2 separate regions of the Rattus norvegicus genome follow, and region 1 is linked to region 2. The links are chromatin contacts, called in public Hi-C maps. All regions are on one chromosome and are shown on one strand. The core of a region is the stretch at or near the end of the contact, and the rest is flanking DNA. Distances in the headings are between cores, read along the strand shown. Region 1 has its middle 34 kb from the start of Lrrc40. Region 2 has its middle 46 kb from the start of Cth.

Region 1 (3,875 bases), core at 524-3,023, 180 kb before region 2:
GTCTCTCCTGCCATTGTGTTACATGGCAAGAAGAACAGGGCTTTTTGGTTTTTTGTTTGTTTGTTTTACTTCCTTGAGTAGTCCAGGGTTGGGGCAGCAGTAGTAACTTAGGATGCATTCAGATGTGATCACACAGCTACCCTTGATGGTGAAGAGCTAGAGTGACTTAGTGTATCTGTGTATTAAGTTAGGAAATGTTTAGCAGAAACATAGCTGCATTTGAAAACGAGATTGTGCACTTGGGGGCAGAAGCAGGTGGATATTGGAGTTCAAGGCCAACATGGTCTACAGAATGAGTCCCAGGATAGCCGGGGCTAACAGAGAAACCCTGTCTCAAAAACTCCAAGAAAATAAAAAATTAATGAGATTGAGTTTTGAAAATACTTAAAGTATTTCCTGACCTCCAGGTACTACTTTAAGCATTCTAGATATCTAGGTTGGGAGGCACTGAAACACACCCCACAGCTGTATTGGCCAGTAACGGAAAGTCTACTTGTTGTAGAAAGTTGATAGTTCCTGCTCCATGGACACTGTCATCTCTTAAACCAGACTTTAGAATCACCCAAACATTTGGGGAAGTGAAAAACAATATACTTTGTTAAACAGACTGTTCTTTTTTATTTTTAATGGTGTACTGATACATGACAAATGATAAAAGCAACTCCAAGTTGTGTCAGCCACACTAAGGCATCTGACATCACAGAGAATCTCTTAAACAGCCACCAAAGAAATGGAGAGAAGAAATTAAATGTTTGAAAAAAAAATAGAGAAGAGCCTTGGGAAATGGCTCAGTATGTAAGGGGTTGACTGCACAACTATGAGGGCTTACGTCAGGACCCTCAGAAAACATATAAATCTGGGCAGGCATGACAGCCTCCTATCATTCCTTGTCTCAGAAAGCAAAGACAAGTGACAGCGCGCGCGCACACACACACACACAGACACACACACACACACCACACAACAGTGCTAGCTGGATTAGCTCTGACTTCAAATGGAAGGCCCTGCTCTCCTAAATATAAGGTGGAAAGAGATTGGGGAAAATATTTGACAATAACTTTAGGCCTCCCCACAGATACATGCACACATGTGATAAAACCAAAGACACACATGCAGAAGAAAGTGGACTAGAATCTTAGTTCTTAGCACCTTACAGGAGTTCTCATGGTTTGGAACATTCGTCTGTGGGATGGATGTGGTAAAATTCCTATACACAGTAGATGGGTGGCCTCTCAGAGGGGCTCAGGTTTACCCCAAAGAATGATCAGTAACAGCAGCGCTCCATGGGGCTGTCAGGATTAGTCCCTCATTGGATTATTTAATCCTGACCTTCATTGGTGGTAGGAATAGAAAGACATTTAGTCTCCATACACCAGATTTTGTGCTCCAACCTGTTTATCATCCTGAGTGGCCAGGTCCCTCACAGATTCCAGAAGTCTCTGAAGAACTCTGAACATTGTCAAAGGCTTTAGTAAGGAGCTCTAACGGAAGGTTAGAGGAACAGCTAGAGGAAGGTTAGAGGAAGGTCAGGAAGTCACAGCTAAATCAAGGCTTCTAGAGAAATGTTTCGCAGGGTGCTGCTTCAGTCAGATTATTTTCTGTTAGACACTGAAGATCACTTCCTGACCATAGCTTAGCTCCAACTGTCCATACTGCTCAGACTCCATGCCTGGTGAATGTAATGGTCGGTTTTGTAATGTGTATTTGAAAGGTCACTCACTAGGTGAGGGCAAATGAAAGCCGTCGCTATGATTTGGAAATCAGCTCTCAGAAGCGGCTGAGTGACCTCCCTTGGACCTTCTGCATGTGTCATGGTGCATTTTAGGATCTGTCGTAGCCAAGGCTTGTGAAAGTAGCTTTTGGGAAGGAAAAGTAGCTTTTTGGGGAAGCTAGGAGGACAAGGGGAGTGGCTCACAGGAGCACAAATGCAGACTCACAACCCATATCAGGGTTGAAATTGCTAGGTCCTCACTGCCAACTTCCCAGCAGGCTGGCTTGAAGATGACAACAGCTCAGGGAGCCTTTGAGCAAGGGAAGAGAAATAAATTCTTATTTCCCTGAAAACTAAATTCTCAGGTGGTTGCCTGACAGGGGAAAGGGAGGATTTTTAAATCATGGCTTTTGTTGATGTTCTCTGGCTTTTTCTTGGGAGGCTGCTTCAAGCAATAAAGTGAGGTATGCAGTAATCCTGTCAGGTGGTACGCCAGGCTGTAAGTCTTCTGCAGGCTGCCTGCTTACCCACACAATTCACATAGGGGCTGAAAACCTTAACTTATCAGGGAAGGAACTAAGTTTTACAGAGTTCCTTTAACCAAATAGGCTTGCTGCTTTCTTCCTGCATCTGCCAAGTCATTCTGGCCATTTTCATTGATCTCACCAGATGAGTAACATTTTAAATCCCAAAGGCTTAAATGGCAATGTAGAAATAACTCCTTATCATTTTTTTCCAATTTAATTCTTCACTCTTTGTCATATTTTCATTTTCGTGCATTAGTTCCCATGACAACAGGTCTGTTGGCAGAGAAAGTGTAACTCTTAGCGTTGATCACAATATAAATTCCTTTCCAGGCAAGTGCCACCTGAACATGCAAAGACTGGAGTTCTCTTGCTAATGACATCTTCTTACCTCTTATATTGATTTCCTATCCCATCCCCCAGCAAAGCTCTTACAGAAAAAAAAAAAAAAAAAAAAAAAAAAAAAGCAAACAAAAACAAAAACATGCAGAGGCCTTCCAGGCAGCTACAGCTTCAAGGATTTAACCTTTGGGTTCTCATGGCTTCCCCATTCCAAGTGTCAAAAATGTGAATGTGTCTATCAGGGATGTACAGAAGACAACTTTCAATCTCTATCAAAACCACCCGGTGTGTCTGAGGAAATCGACATGCCCTGAAACGAGCCTCACATCAGTGTCTGATGGCGAGAGGAGAGGAGAGGCACTTAAGCAGTTTTCCTCCCAGTAAGTCAATGGCAAAAAGGCCAAGCAAGCTCTAAGCTCTTGAAAAGGAGCAGACTCCGGTGGAAAGCAGGCGACATGCTCCCTGTATGGGGGAGGGGGCTGCTTCGGTTCAGACAATTTGTGACCAAGTGTGTAAGAGCAAGCGATTGCATCAAGCTTGGCCATGTGTGCATACGATCCCAGCAATGGAGGTCAAAGGCAGGAGGATTACAAGTTTGAGGCCAGTGTGGGCTACATAGGAAGGACTAGCACGTAAAAGGCCCACTGAAGCTAAAGAAATGGAATGTAGAGATAAAGGTAAGAGGAATAGGCAGAAAGCCCAACCCCAAGATTAAACGTTTGTTTTAAGCTTTAGGCTCCATCATGGCTTGACATTGGCAGTCCCAACCACTGCTTCAGTATCCAGAAGCAACAGGTCTACCGTCAGAAGGACTTACCCAGATATGTGTAGATTTTTTTTTTTAAAGAAAAACTGATGAATTCAGGGGAATGAAATAGATATTAAATAAAAGGTGGTTATCTCAACTACAGTTAGGAAAAACGATCAAATGTAAATGATCTTTTTGCTTAGTCTTATGAGACACTTAAGCACTAAGCCGCTTGTATAAATGTATTTTTGGCTGTTCAAAGGTTATTTTCCTATATTAAGAAGTTTATTAAAACCTTTTATTGCAACTCAGGTTTTGTGTCTCTTAGACACGCATTTTTCTTTGCTAGTTTGTTTTGCACAGCTGGAGTTTCGAGGTTGCATAATGCCTGGGCACTGCAGGTCAGCCGAACCGCCTGATAGCTAGACTAAGGAAGGTACTTGACACATGGACAAACCACATTGTTTCTCATAGCTCTCCATGCCTCTACTACAGTTAGTCGGGAAATCTTAGATGGTTTTGTTTTTGAAGTCTCTGGAAAAAACCAAGA
Region 2 (3,940 bases), core at 247-2,746:
TAAAGGCAAAGACTCCCAACCAAAAGTTTAAAGAATGGGGCAACCTGGTTTGAGAGATGCCTTAGCAGGCAAAGGAATTTCTAATATGTCTAACAGCCTGAGTTGGAACCCTAGGACCTACGCGGCAGAAGGAACAAGTTATCTTCTGACCTCCATGTGTATGCCTCCACACACAAAATAAATGAATATTGTGAAAAAGAAACGTGAAGTCCAGAATTTTAAATGGAAGAAAACCTTCATCATCATCATGATTAAATTTTATTAACTTTTATTTTACGCGCATGGGTATTTTGCCTGTTTATGTGTGTTCTGTGTGTGTTCAGTGTTTGTGAACACACAGAAGAGGGTGTCAGGCCTCTGGGACTGGAGTTGCATATGGTTTTGAACTACCATGAAGGTGTTTTGGAAGCAAACACAGGTCCTTTGGAAGACCAAGTGCTCTTAACTGCTCCTCATTGTTTTTAAAAATACCATGCTGGTTAATTTAGGTGATCAAGTTGACCAATTTAGAACCAATTAAAACCCAAGGAGTCGGGCATGATTGGATCCTCTGAGGTTGGAAGACCCATCCTGTTGGCATTTAGTCTAGGCTCCACCCCACAGTTAACCTGGCAACAGTCGGGTGTGCCAGACTCAGTATAAAAGGGGCTGCTTGCCCCCTCCTCTCGCTCTCGCTCTCGCTCTCGCTCTCGCTCTCGCTCTCGCTCTCGCTCTCGCTCTATCCTCTTGCTCCCGCTCTCCCTTTCTTCCCATTCCCCTCCCCCTATTTCCCCAGGTGCTCATGGCTGGCTTCCCTTCCTCCTCCTCCTCCTCCTCCTCCTCCTCCTCCTCCTCCTCCTCCTCCTCCTCCTCCTCCTCCTCCTCCTCCTCCTCCTCCTCCACCTTCTCTCTCTCTGTCTCTACTTCCTCAACTCCCCTCCCCATGCCATTAATAAACTCTATTCTGTACTATACTGTCATGCTGCTGGTCCCTCAGGGGGAAGGGATGCTTCAGCAGGGGCCCACAGAGGCACCCCCTTCCCCAACACCTGGCTACACACCCACCAAACATATTCCTTCTCTCAAAGGCATCCCTTTCCCATACCTGACTACACATCCACCAAACATATTCCTTCTCTCCCTTATCTTTTTTATTTTTCCCCCGGAGCTGAGGACCGAACCCAGGGCCTTGCACTTGCTAGGCAAGCGCTTTACCACTGAGCTAAATCCCCAACCCCACTCTCCCTTATCTTTTTATAAAACACAACACATTCTAAGTGAATCTGGGCCAAACCTTCTGATGTCAGTCTAAAAGGGCATGGAAGAAAGAAGGACTTTGCTTTTTGCCTGCTTGCAAGTTCATCTACCCTGTTGCTGAGATATCCCTTCAATAGCTTTAGAACATACTTCTTCAGGAATCCAAAGCAGTCGGACTTGTGAAACTGGCTCCCGTGTGCCCAAAGGAGTCATTTCCTTTACCTCTGGCAGAAGAGCCATGTGGCTTGATTGACCTTTACCCTTGGCTGCATATCAAAGCTCCTGCTTACCTCCAGGTGATCTAGGGTTCACAAGTACCTGCTATACATTTCCGTTGCCAGTCTCCTGGCCCTCCCCTCCCCTCAGCTGTTCATCCTCTTTATAATCTGTTAGTCCCTGTTATTTTGTCTTTCTGTCTCTTATTCTTGTCTGCTCTAGTCTCTGTCTTTTACTAACTTGCTTTCTCCGGTATTTTCTCTACTCCCCTGCTTCCATAGCCCTGCCTATGTTCAGTCTACTTCTTTCTCTCTCTGCTCTGAACTCTTCCAGATGCTTTTGGTCTCTCTCTCTCTCTCTCTCTCTCTCTCTCTCTCTCTCTCTCTCTCTCTCTCTCTCTCACACACACACACACACACATCTGATACCTAAACCCTCCCATACAAAAAGTGGCACAGTCCCTCTCCTCACTTACAGGAAGTTACACGATGAGAGCAAGGACAGAACATGGAGGAGTTAAGGGTAGAACAAGTTTTGCTGAGGCTTTGACAGAGTGGTGAGGCAGGACCTGGCTCTTAAAGGGTGAGGAAGAATTAGACACACAAGACATCTTGAAGGCAAATCTTTAGAAAAATCTTCTCTAATAAGAAAAAAGTTATCTTGTGATCAAGGGAATGCTGATTTGGATGATCCGTGAAACCAGCATTTCTACAAATCTACAAAACTCACATGATTGTTGCTTCTCTGATCTTGTGGTATTCATTTCAGGGTCCATTCTATTGAGCTTTCCTGCAGAAAGTCTCCTGTCCTCTGAGCTGCAGAGCTAGCTACTGGAAACCTAAACACAAAAAACCTGTTCTGGATTCAGGAGTTGTCAGACTTCCCTCAGGACAAAGTAAAAATGGAGGCGACTTCTGTCCGGATGAAGAACAGTGATGACTCTTTGCCAAGAAAAAAGAAAAAGAAAAAGGAAAAGAAAGGAAAACAGGTTGAGCTAGTTCTCAAAACAAGAATATAGTGATGTTCCTGGGTTCACAGGAAGCCAAACTCCAATCTTCGGCTCAAAGGAAAAGCCACTTAAACAGCAGAGAGCGACACCTAGTGGTGCCTAAGGGAAGAGTCGACAGCCAGAAGCGCTGGGCTGTTTTCTGAATTCTAAGGGCCCCACACTAGTTTAGGGTGGGCAATGTTAAATTACTCAAACTGCGAGAACCATGGAAAAGTACTTGTTATTTCTCTCTGTGCTGTCAGGTTCTTCCAGAAAGCACGAATGGAGATGTGTTTAGGTGGTTTCAGACGGGAGTTTATGGAAAGGAACACGAAACTAAAATAGTGGCCCAACGGCCGGAACTTTAAGGAGGGAAACAGCTCTGCGGGTCATCATAGCAGAGGTCTGGGTCAGCACAGTAGCAGCTGCAGGTGCCCTCTGGGCACCGTATCCAGCTCTTCTCTAAGTAAAGCCTGCCGGGGCAGCCCTATCAATGTGTCTATTAGCATCACCTGAAAGGGCTGAAACTCAACCTGGAATGAGGGCCGACCTTCGCATGTGGGCCAAGTTCCCAGGTGAAGCTGAGGCTGTGAGTTGAGGAAGCTGTGTTTTGAGAACCTCAATGACTTTCTAGATCCTGTTTCTGGAACAGGAGCAAGCACGGGTGTATCTGAGGGTCAGGGAGATTCAGCTCTGAAAGGAGAGACAGAGCAGAGCGAAGATGAAGATAGAGCTAAGCCAGCAGCAGACAGACAGGAAGTAATGCATCTCATTCATTCATTCATTCACTCATTCATTCATTCATCATCATTCATTCATGCATGCTTTAGTCAATACGTGCCAGAAATTGTTTTAGGAGGAACTGCATATATTGTCATGAGATGTTTAAGGGAAAATAACTTTCAACTAAGTGTCGTGCACCGGGTCATGAGTGAAATGCATGTCTAAGTGCGTGAAGTGTGCCTCCTCCCACAGTCTTTATTTAACAACGAAGAATCAGGAGGAGGAGGAGGAGGAGGAGGAGGAGGAGGAGGAGGAGGAGGAGGAGGAGGAGGAGGAGGAGGTGGAGGAGGAGGAACAACTTGTTGTTACCCTTCAGGGTGTATCTGCAGCTTCTACAGCTCCTAAGGTAGTGCCTCTAATGTCTTTGCTGTCAAGATGCTTAGCACAAATACCAGGCATATTTCATATTTAGTATGGAATGTGGTGGAAAGGCTCCAGGGGAGAGGCTGAGTACATTTACCAGAACTAAGGTTGACTAAGCCTCTGTCTCTTTGTAGAATAGAAAAACTGAGGCATCCATACCCTGGAATTGCTTTGAGGCAATGTGTATCAGTCTTGGCTGAAGAGGCACTATGTGAAACACATGGAAATATTCAGATGCCTTCTTACCTCCCCTGAAGGAGAGGCTAGAGTCCACATTTTCAAAGAGCACTCTTGGGGACTTTTATGACCAATCAAAACTTTGGAAGTATTTTTTTGAAGGCAATGGTTTCGAAA

Evidence for each region. Hi-C and Micro-C count contacts between places; a contact is called where the count stands out from the background.
Region 1: a contact with region 2 is called in a Hi-C map of liver, with 8 times the contacts expected there. The contact joins two enhancer-like sites. A contact is called at or near these places in 9 of 12 Hi-C or Micro-C datasets (the Rat2 cell line, Schwann cells, frontal cortex and 4 more).

The regions. Positions count from the first base shown.
Region 1 is chr2:249,791,984-249,795,858 of GRCr8, reverse strand. It overlaps a transcript of Lrrc7 not described here. Among named protein-coding and RNA genes, the nearest start is that of Lrrc40, 34 kb to the right of the region's middle. Within about 2 kb of position 1,773, at least 14 of the 93 cell types and tissues checked have an H3K27ac peak or open chromatin away from gene starts, as enhancers often do. A contact at or near this core is called in liver, where this site is marked.
Region 2 is chr2:249,613,292-249,617,231 of GRCr8, reverse strand. No RefSeq gene overlaps it. Among named protein-coding and RNA genes, the nearest start is that of Cth, 46 kb to the left of the region's middle. Within about 2 kb of position 1,496, at least 3 of the 93 cell types and tissues checked have an H3K27ac peak or open chromatin away from gene starts, as enhancers often do. A contact at or near this core is called in liver, where this site is marked.